Linked DNA regions of Gossypium arboreum: region 2 is linked to region 1. Evidence: chromatin contacts called from public Hi-C data. All regions are on one chromosome and are shown on one strand. The core of a region is the stretch at or near the end of the contact, and the rest is flanking DNA. Distances in the headings are between cores, read along the strand shown.

What was found. Hi-C and Micro-C count contacts between places; a contact is called where the count stands out from the background.
Region 2: a Hi-C map of leaf shows a contact between it and region 1, with 4 times the contacts expected there. The contact joins the promoter of LOC108457218 here to the promoter of LOC108483410 in region 1. A contact is called at or near these places in 3 of 5 Hi-C or Micro-C datasets (all in leaf).

What each region holds. Positions count from the first base shown.
Region 1 is chr7:61,739,001-61,744,588 of ASM2569848v2, reverse strand. LOC108483410 (probable indole-3-pyruvate monooxygenase YUCCA8) reads left to right here and starts at 2,374. Exons shown (of 3, transcript XM_017786794.2): 1 at 2,374-3,259; 2 at 3,354-3,725; 3 at 3,812-4,336. The coding sequence starts at 2,579. The coding sequence ends at 4,045. It overlaps TRNAV-AAC (transfer RNA valine (anticodon AAC)), which reads right to left and starts at 5,035; the gene lies at 4,962-5,035.
Region 2 is chr7:62,639,570-62,645,157 of ASM2569848v2, reverse strand. It overlaps LOC108457218 (receptor-like serine/threonine-protein kinase ALE2), which reads left to right and starts at 3,276. Exons shown (of 9, transcript XM_017756155.2): 1 at 3,276-4,031; 2 at 4,942-5,013. The coding sequence starts at 3,962.

The sequences.
Region 1 (5,588 bases), core at 1,125-3,624:
CAATCGACAGGGATGTGGAAGCTAAACCCAAAAGAAAATGCATAAAGTTCGCTTAAAAAACCTTGTGTTACATTCCATTGTTAATAAATTTATATTTTAAATTTTTAATAAATGGTGTTATCTAATTCATTAGCAACATAAAAATATTTACATTACCGGTGCATTTAATATATTTTAAACTATAATAATAATTTGCTTTACTTGATTAACATAAGCAAACCCTTTGCCCTCAATATATTTTCTTCTATTTTTATTAAAAAGTAGTGACCAACATGGAACTCAAGGTCCTCAATGGTCATGCACATGCTTCCTTCTGTCCTTCACCAATCAATCTGCCAAAACCTTCCCCCTACTGTTTCCCATTCCCCCATGAATTTTCACTCATCAATCACACACCACCAAGTGGGAATTATGGTGGGGGGCTAGGCTAGCTATGGCTACCTTCCTCATTGCTAGTTTCCAACTCGAATATTTTCATAATAATCATGAACTTGTACTTTGACAGGCCTATTCCACCAAAGTACAATTTACAAAAACAAAACCCTAAAATGCTTTCCACGACTAATCACCATTGTCATAAATGAACATAAAAAAAAATCTCAAAAAAGAAGTAATAATATTTCTTAATTATATGAGCATTCGAGCGTGTCAAACTCGGAAGCATTCACCGAAAGCAACGTTGTTTATCGACCTTCCACGTACCTTGAATGTTTCACAATTGTGTGTTCATACTTTGAACCTCTAGATTATCCTAGTACTTTACAATCTTTACCATGCATAAAGAATATTCTCTCTTCTCACCATGTTTGCTTTCTGACATCTATTTCACCGAAATTCGTAGCTTTTTTTTTTTTTTTTAATCATTGCTCGAGGTGTGTGATACATATGTACTATATAGAATGTACTATATAAATTAATCAAATACATTTTTAAATATCACAAACACCCATAGTTATTAATTTTCTTGGCAAAGTATAAACATTTACACAAAAGCCAAATGAAGGTTCAAAGCTAACCATCGTTGTAGTTCAAGGGCAATACCAGGCACGAAAGACTATAATTTGGGAGCAATATCTTTATTGTTGTAATATTAATTTAATTAAAATATTTTTTATACCCGTTTTACAATTTATAAAAAATTAATTGATTTATAATTATTTTCTCAACAACATCATATTCAAAATTTAAATCTAAATTCTGTCCATAAAATTGTAATAAACTTTACAACTAGGCTAAATATTGTTAGTCTGTTAGGAATATTAGTTGAGCATGCAAATCGTCAGCTTAGAAACATACACAGTGGAAGAAGAGGGCATGTGGATGGGTTGAGCAGATTTTTTTTCTTGGGAAGTGGTGTGAAATTAGTCGAAGTGGGTTGGACAGATGGCGCAAAGGTGGGTGTGGAGGAGGGTCGGCAGAAAGGGGCATTTGTGGGTCGAAGCAGCCTTACAAGTCGCAATCCCAAGGCAATGGAGGGGCTCATGTGGGGGATCCCTCCCCCAAGATCGTGACAGTGTTAAACCCCTTCTTATTCATCAACTTCACTCATCCAATCCACGTGGGAACATCGCCGCCTATATCCTAGTCAGCACTCTCTGCCACTTAGGCTTCCAATTTCCATACATTTTAAATATTTTATTTATCCTCCCATTTATTTCTTTATTTACTTTATTTTTAAAATTTTTTATGAAAGAAACTCCCCTCTAGTGGGTCCATTAGAATCATAAGAGGATGTTGCGTCATTTTCATTTTCATTGTTTCCTAATTCTCTCCCTATGATGTTTCCACTTCATCTTTGGTTAATTTAGCTGATTTTACCTCAAATATTACAGCATAAAATAGGACCTAATTTCTTTTCCTTTTCTTTTCTCTTTTCTCTTTTTATGTTTGAAATTAGGAACATTGCAATCTTTCCTTTTTCTTTTTTTCTTTTGCACAAATTCAATATGATGTATGAAGTTATGCTAATTGAATATGATTGTGTATTTCAATTATCATATATGTATATATATTGTTTTTGATATATAAAATGATCTTATCAAAGTTCACTTACTATGAAGTTGGTGGAACATATACAATAATTGATATAAAATAATATGGAATCTCAAGCTTGGTATGAAATCTACAAGCACATTTGATGTTGGGCATCAAAATCATGTAAACTCCATGCTTTCATTGGTAACCCAAGTTTTTTCTCTTCTAAATATATTTACATCTTTATAATAAACAAAAAAAATTATAAAGGAAAGAATAAAAAATTCCAAAAAAATATGATAATCCTTCAACAATTTTTTAAGTATCATGTAAATGTATATAAGGATCTATTAAATTATTCTATAAAATAACAAAAGGTAGCCATTGGCTTATGATTTGAAACTGGACCCTTTTAAAATGCATTAAATTCTTGAATGTTATCACATGGACCTTCCTTATTTAAGCAGCCCCATCCCATCTTCTCCCTCCAAACCAAGAACAACAACTTACTCTCTCTGAAAGAAAAAAACAAACACCATTTCTTTTTTTTCTCTAAGCTCTCTAATTTCAACTCTACATTTTTGTCTCAAGACAAACTCACCGTATGACAATGGAGAATTTGTTTCGCCTTGTTGATCAAGACCAAGATTTCTTTCAGCGTAAATGGACTTTGGTCAATGGTCCGGTCATTGTTGGTGCCGGACCATCAGGGCTAGCCACTGCTGCTTGCCTGAAAGAACAAGGGGTCCCCTTTGTTGTCCTCGAAAGAACCGATTGCATTGCATCTTTGTGGCAGAAACGCACCTACGACAGGCTAAAGCTTCACCTTCCCAAACAATTCTGCCAACTCCCTAAACTACCTTTCCCTGAGGATTTCCCCGAGTACCCAACAAAGAGACAGTTCCTTGACTACCTTGAATCATATGCTAAGCATTTTGATATCAACCCAAAGTTCAATGAGTGTGTGCAGTCAGCTAGGTATGATGAGACCAGTGGTTTCTGGAGGGTCAAGACCATTGTTACAAGTGGTTCAAACAAGACTGAGTTCGAATACGTTTGCCGCTCGCTTGTTGTGGCCACTGGTGAAAATGCCGAGTGTGTTTTGCCCGATATTGAAGGATTGTCAGAGTTTGGTGGTGAAGTTATCCATGCTTGTGATTACAAGTCTGGTGAAAAATTCAAGGGGCAGAAAGTACTAGTTGTCGGCTGTGGCAACTCTGGCATGGAAGTTTCTCTTGATCTGTGCAACCACAATGCTTCACCTTCAATGGTGGTTCGCAGCTCGGTAAGTCATCAGAAAAAAAAAAAGTTACCTTATATCAGATACACTTCGAAGAAAAATTGAATTCTAATGGGTTTTTTGTTCTGTTTTTCAACAGGTTCATGTCCTGCCAAGAGAAATTTTTGGGAAATCAACATTCGAATTGGCTGTTTTGATGATGAAATGGCTACCCCTTTGGCTTGTTGACAAGCTAATGTTGATTTTGGCATGGTTGATGTTGGGAAACATTGAGAAATATGGACTTAAAAGGCCATCAACGGGTCCCTTGGAACTCAAGAACACAAAAGGGAAAACCCCTGTATTGGACATTGGTGCATTGGAGAAAATTAGATCAGGTGACATTAATGTGGTTCCTGGAATCAAGCGTTTCTCACGTGGACAAGTTGAGCTCGTTAATGGCGAAAAACTTGATATCGATTCAGTTGTGTTGGCTACCGGATACCGCAGCAATGTTCCCTCATGGCTTCAGGTGAGAAAATGCTCTAAAATTCAACTGTTTTAAAGAAGCCAAGATTGACAAATAAACTAATGGAAATAGTTGACATGATGAAACAGGAAGGTGAATTCTTCACCAAAAATGGGTACCCAAAGGCTTCATTCCCACATGGGTGGAAAGGAAAAGCTGGACTTTATGCAGCTGGGTTCACAAGGAGAGGGCTCTCAGGTGCTTCCTCTGATGCCATGAGGATTGCACAAGATATTGCCCAGGTTTTTAAAGATGAAACTAAGCAGCTCAGAATGAGAACTGTTGCTCGCCATAGACGCTGCATTTCACTTTCACAGTTCTAAACTTACAAAATCCTCAGGCCAAATATTTTTATTTCATCAAAAGCTAGGAAACTAGCTTTGTTCCTGTAAAAATTAATAATACTGTATAATACTCTCACCCAACAAAAACAAAACAAAAGAGGTAGAACAGGCTGACAGAGCCCTCTCCAAAGGCCCAAGTTTTGATTTTCTTTGGGAATTTTGTAAACCGAGGATGATGAGGCTTTTTCCCTTTTTTTTTTTTAAATTTTATTTAAAAATGTTTGTACCATAATTCAGTAATCAAGTTGAATGATACAGCAGCTTCCTTTCTCTATATCCCATCATTTCTCTGTCAATGGTTTCAAGATTCTTTCAATTCATGGTACTAATTATTACAATAAGTTCCAATCCACAGCCAGAAAGCTTCATTCTTAACCAGTAAAGATGCTGATTCTTTGAGAAAGGAACAACAGATTTCCAGTTCCCTAAAAGAAATAAGCATTGTATTAATGAAAAGGTAAAGGCCCACTGACTGAATGCTTGAGATTTCCAAGTTGCCCCCATAAACATCAAATCATAGATGGGGAATAGGACTCATGATGATGAGGGACAATGGAACCCAGCTCCCACCATCTTTTGAGGATAGCCAAGCTCCAAACACTATTCCCCTTGATTCCTAAATTACTTGTATGATTTCATTGACCAAAACTTATTTGTAAACGAATAATCTAAAGCCGCACATGGATTGAGCAGAGCACCCTCAATGCTCTCATCATGACTGAATTACAGTTAGATATTTTATGTAAAGCATATTCCTTAACTTAGAGACGTGAGAACTAGCTGTCTTGATCTTATGTAAGTCGTAGAAGTCCGTAAAGGCATGAATACCCTGTTTCCTTTTCTTTTACCCTTTATAACAGAGGACAGTATTGCACTGAAAAGGTAAAAAATTTAATGGCGTCGCCCGGACTCGAACCGGAGACCTTCAGTGTGTTAGACTGACGTGATAACCAACTACACCACGACACCTTTTTTGCCGTTTTCTGAAGGAACAGGGATGTTTTCTTATTTATGATGTGTCTACATGAGTGGTGACCCAGCCAATTAGCCTGCAAATAGACACGATAGTAAGGTGCGTATTACCGAACAAAGTCTTCCAACTCTAAAGCAATTATAGTGTAAATATTATACGAAAACTACAAAAAGATATTAATGCTTGAAATTATGTATATATAATTTCATGAAAATATACGAATATAGTCATGACAATCAAAAGTGGTTCTAAAGCGGATAATAAAACAAAAGAGGCAACTCCTATCAGGGAAGCCTGAGTTATGACAGCCACAAATGACAAAAACACACATTGCAGCGCCCGCTATTTGGGAATTAGTCAACACACATCAAACATTGCTTTCACTGACACAAAAAGTCAAACTTCCCAACACCCCCTACTCAGTCCACAAATATTTGGAATTCAAATACTACTATTTTCTATACTGCTAGGCTCCAGTTGCTATTGGCTGAGATGAGGGTTTCAATAAGCCAATTGGTATATGCTGAGATTCAAGTCGTTTACCTTCTC
Region 2 (5,588 bases), core at 2,027-4,526, 900 kb before region 1:
CTCTAAAACAAAATTTTGTTGAAATTAAGTTGAAGTCTTGGAAGTTCATAGGTTTTTGAGCATGGTTCATGTTGGATAAATTGTTAAATTAGTGATTTAATTGAATGAATTTCAAGTTAGGATCGATAAATAGATTAAATTGTAAAAGAAGCTATAAGTTTTGTGATTGAGGGACTAAATTGAAAGAAATTTTATTATGAACACTTGATAGTTAGGTTGAATTTGATAGGAATTTGAATAAGAATGAAGTATGAATTAAGTTAGTAAAGTGAATGAGTTAATTAGGACCTAATTGAAAATAAGGTGTAAATTAATAGAAATTCAATTATTTGTTATAATTAGTGCTGTAATTAACGGTATAATTATTTTAATTTTCGTATCTAGCAAAGAACCCGAAGCATCGGCATCGAAAGGAAAGGAAAAAGTTGTCAAGGAGTAATCAAACAAATCCGGGTTTGTATTACTATAATTCAAACTACTATTTATTAAATGTTATATTTAAATTTATGGTATGGTAGTAAAATTATAAGTTAAGTATCACTATTAAATTGAATGAAATTGAGATGAAATATGATTATGCATGAATATTTGATAGTATATTGTTGGAAAGTGGAAAATTATATCAAATTGAATTGTACATTGAAAGTGAAATTGAAATTGAGAAATGATTTGAATACCCTATTAACTAGTCGGGCTGAGTCGGATATAGTTGGCATGCCATAGAATTTGGAAGAGTACGGGATTTATCGACTTTGTCGATCGGGCACTTTATGTGTCGTATATCAGGCACCTAGTGTGTCATTTCAGGCACTTATGAATTGTATATTGATCAGGTACTATGTACAGTTTTAGGCATAATGTGCCGTACTGTGTGTTTGGGTTGGAATCCGTGTATTCGTCAAAGTTTGGGTTTGTTAATAGGGTGAATAACTGAAATGGGAAAAATTAAATGAATTTAATTGATTGTACTATTGAAAATGTGAGAAAGTTGAATTGTGGATTGAAATTGAGATTGGAAATGAAAGGCATGAGCTAAATGTTCATGTAATGATTGAAATTGAGACATATGATATGTGAATGAAATTGAAGAATAGCTAAAAAAAAATTATATTGTTATTGTTAATTAATGAGAGTTTAAGAATGAATTGATATTTGAAAAATTGGATAGTTATATGCTTGATAATGATATTCTATTATTATTATTATTATTTGAATTATGGTAATACCACTGAGTATGAAGTACTCAGCGTACGGTTGTTTCCGTGCACAGATCAATAGGAGTCTAGAGTCCCGATCCAACATTCGAACAATCTCGACTCCAGCACAAAAGTTTTGGTGATGTTTTTTTCCTTAAATGAAAGTGGCATGTACATAGGTGTTGTAATGGTCACTTTAAAATATTTTATGATTTTGGTTGTAATAAATGATATTTGGTGTTTTGGTACTAAGTTAAATGAAATGGTTTGACAAATTTGGTAAGTTTGGTATTAAACTTGGGAAGAAAAATGAATAAAGCTAGTTAGTAAAATTTTATATGATTTTATGAATGTAATTTGATTATGTGGTTAAGTCATTTAGTGTGCAAATGTGTTGGATGAAAGATTTGTTTTGGATTGGTATCAGTTTGAAACTTGCAGGGAAGGTTAAATATTTATAAAGAGGTTATATTGAGTTTTAAAAAAAAAATTACGAAATATTTCTAGAGTACCTGAACAAGTCCCAATTCGATTACGTGTGATTTGGATCTCGAGGGTCCATTATAGGGACTTTATGATTAAATCAAGATATGTATGTCATTTATTTCAAATTAATTGTAAATTGTCTGATATGTTCTGTAATGCCTCGTAACCCTGTTCCGGCGATGGTCTAGGGTTAAGGGGTGTTACAGCTCGCTCCTCTAAAATTGACGAGTTTCAGCAGTCGCCTTAGATGGACAAGATTTAATGACTTATCCGACATCATGATATCCTCGATGATCTGAAGGATGTACACTTAAGCGTATTGTTCTCTTTGTACTTTAGTCGAATCATTAACCAGCTCCGCTAATTTTTTTTGTATCCAAGCCATTTTGATTCGACCTTCGTAAATCATCTCCAGAACTGCACCCAAAAGATCTAAACATATGGCTCCCCAATCAGTGACTAAACAAACCCATTAACTACCAACTTATCCATGGGTAACCCCAATTGTAAATGCACGTCCTCTAGAGTGATAGTACACTCGTCGCTTGAAAAATGGAATGTGTGTGTCTCGAGTCTCCACCTTTCCACCAATGCGCTTATGAGTTTCGGGTCCAACTTACACTCTCAGCCTACAAGGGCCATGTGCCAAAAACTGGTTTCCCTCAAGTATGGTTCGATCAACGGTGATAGAGGACCGTGTAGATTACGAATATGACATTGTAAAATTCGATCTTCTACCTATTTACATAAAAATTATAAAAAACGTTAAGTTAAAATATAACAATGAAATAAAAAAATTAAACAAGATTAAAATTTATTTTTACCGTTTACAATTGATTGATGGAGATATGCTTGATATCAAGACGGATTAGAGACTCGACCATTGCTAAATTATATAGAACACGAAAAAATTTCTTAAAAATATTAATAAAAATAGAATAAAAATAGAATTTGAATAGAAATATAATTTTAGTAAAAAATTTAAGAGAGAATTTGAGAGATTTTTGAGAGTTTTTTGAGAGTTGATTGAAAAATTTGAGAGATTTAATAAAGAAATATGAGAAATGTGAGAAATTAGTAGGTGAGAGATTTATAGTTTCTTTTTTTAGTGTCAGGGGGGAAATGACTATTTAAAATAGTCGTTGGAAGTGACTATTGGGGAGGGGAAAAACGCACTGATCTGGAAGCGTTTTTCTAGTTTTCCCTTAAAAGCGACACCAATTGAAAGTGTTTTAGCAAATTCAGTCCATTTCCACCATTTTTTAAAAAACTGACCTATTTCCTTAATTTTTAAAAAAATGGCTTTATTCCATAATTTATCCCATGATTACCTTTCCCATTTTAAAAAATAATTATTCACTTAAAAATTACTATTTTAAAATTTAAAATCTTTGTTTAAAAAAAAACAAGTGAATGTCATGGATTTTAAATTTCAAAAAAAATTAACTCCGACAGACTCAAGTCAAAATTTATTCAACTTATTTAAAAAATTTAAATTAAATTAATAAAATAAAACTCTTGATCCAAGGCTCATTCTAATTTTGTTTGTTTGTATTATTTTTAAAATCAGAAATTGACCTAATTTTAATTTTCAAAATATGTTGGGAGTTTGCAAAACAGAAAACGGTTTGCCAAATTTCAAGTGACGGGAACAAACGGCTTCCAGGTTTGTCGTTTTCGACGGTGCGTTAAGAAAACGCGCTTGCATAGAAGCGCGTACCAGACAGCCATCATCAATTTCATGAAGCAGTTGCTTTTGCTGTAGGCTACACTCCAGTAATAAAGCACCTCCCCACCTTTCCAGCCCCCACTCCCACTCTCTGTGTCTCTCACGGACGCAGTTCTCCCTTTACTCTCTCAATTTTCTACTCTCATCCCAAGAATCCCTTTTCCATGTTCTCATCTCCCAAACTAGAAAGGAAAAGGGAAGACCTATTTTCTTCTCTGCATTGTTGCGTTAGATCTTTGCCGCATTTCATGGATCGACTACAATCACGCCGACTCTCATTCCCTTCATCTTCTCTCTCCTAGGGTTTTTGTTCCGTTTCTTTTACCTTTTTTTTGGAGGGGCGCTTGGCGGCGGAGCAGCTTAGGTTTTAGTTTTGTTTGGTTTAGTTATGAGGTGTGTCGTTTCGCTCGGAGAGAGCAACGGAGAGTTTGGCTGGCGGCGAATGGTCCATCGGAAACTTAGGAATCTCCAGTGTCTCTCCGACGACTCGCACGTTGTTCGAGTTGGTGTCTGACGATGGTTGCTGTGGACTCTGGTTCGGCGAGAGAAGATGCCTGCTTTGACTCTGTTCATTTTGCTTCTTGTTTACTTACCCAGCTTTCTCTCTTGTTCTTGTTTCGGTATCACTCTTTCTGGATACTTGCTCTTCTGCTTTTTTCTTCTTCTTTAATTTCGTTTTATCTGTTTGGTTGCGGAGCCAATAATAGATAAGGAAGGGAAGTGGACTAAAATCTAGTCCGAGTTAGCTTTTAATTTTATTTATAGAAATTAAGAAAAGGTCAGCATGCTTTATGAAGCTAAGTAGGCTTTGGCTTTACTGCTGATTGGCTCTCTTTATGTCTACTTAAACTTTCCACTATAACGTTTATCCTTTAGCTTAATCTTTCGAGTTCGCCAAAACTAAAGAAAGCGGAAAAAAGAAAATTTTAAAATGTAAAGAAGGGTTCGCTTTTTGAGTAATTTGTTAGTCCCCTGTTTTCTAATTCCATACAGTATCTTGAGAAAATAATAATAATTTGGAAAAAGGGATATCAGATGAGCTATTCATATCTTAGCCCTTTGAGGAATATACTATGGATAATATGGACGTCAGGAATAATTACATATTATTATTTATCCTAAAAGGTTAGCTCAAATTATAAGTGTTCTAATACCATTAAAGTTAACTGAGCTTCAATTATCAAATAATGTTCGTGAATTCCGGATTTCCTGTTAGTTTTCTTTGTTTTATTTATATTTTATTTTTCCATGGATGCTTCTTGAAAAGAGTATGAGCCTTAAATATTTGTATTATAGCTTCTGTATAGCAATGCTTTTGGGTACAATCCTTCTTGAGTAAACGGTCAAAATCAGTTACCCTTGGAAATGTTAAAATCTTTGTTATAGTTATCTAATTTCTTGTAATTTGTGGTTATTATGTGTTGCATGCAAATAGAGTTAAGGACATGTGTTGCCATAACGGTTACAATAACTATAGTTCATTAAGGAAGACTAACATCACTGCCATTTAATTTTTATCTTTTTTACCAGGACTGCAAATATTATTGTCTCCTTTACAACCAGTGCACCAGTTGTCTGCGATGGAAACAATCATTGATCATGGTAACAATTTATTTATCTTTAAATCTTAATGAAGTTGAATAAATTCTTTTGATTAATTTCCTGTCTAGACTTGAAATGATCAATTATTTATATCCAAGTAGGTAAAGCTTGATGTTTTATCCATGAAGCTATAATGTTAACTGAAAATACTTGATGTGATGTTTGGAACATGAATTTGAAAATTTGGATTTGGATTTCATTTGCCATATAAATTGTTAGAAGGAAATGCATTCCTTATGAATAAATTAGTTGGATTTCAAGATAAATATTTATTTGGAAAGTATAAAAAGCATGAATTTGTGAAGTTCATAAATTCTTTTAAGAATTTCAAATTCACTACTAAATAGGCATCCAACAAATCCATGGATTTGAGAAAAAATTATGAGTGTTACATTTGTATGTGTGTTATAACTCAATTTGCCCAATTTTTGAAATCCAAATCCAAAATTTGAAATTCAAGTTGTTGAATGCTACTGGGGAATTTTTTTAATGTAATTAATGTTTTTTTGTAGCCTAAGCTAATACCAGTCTAACTCGTGAAGAGTCTTATTGACGATGCCTTAGGGTTAGTTTAC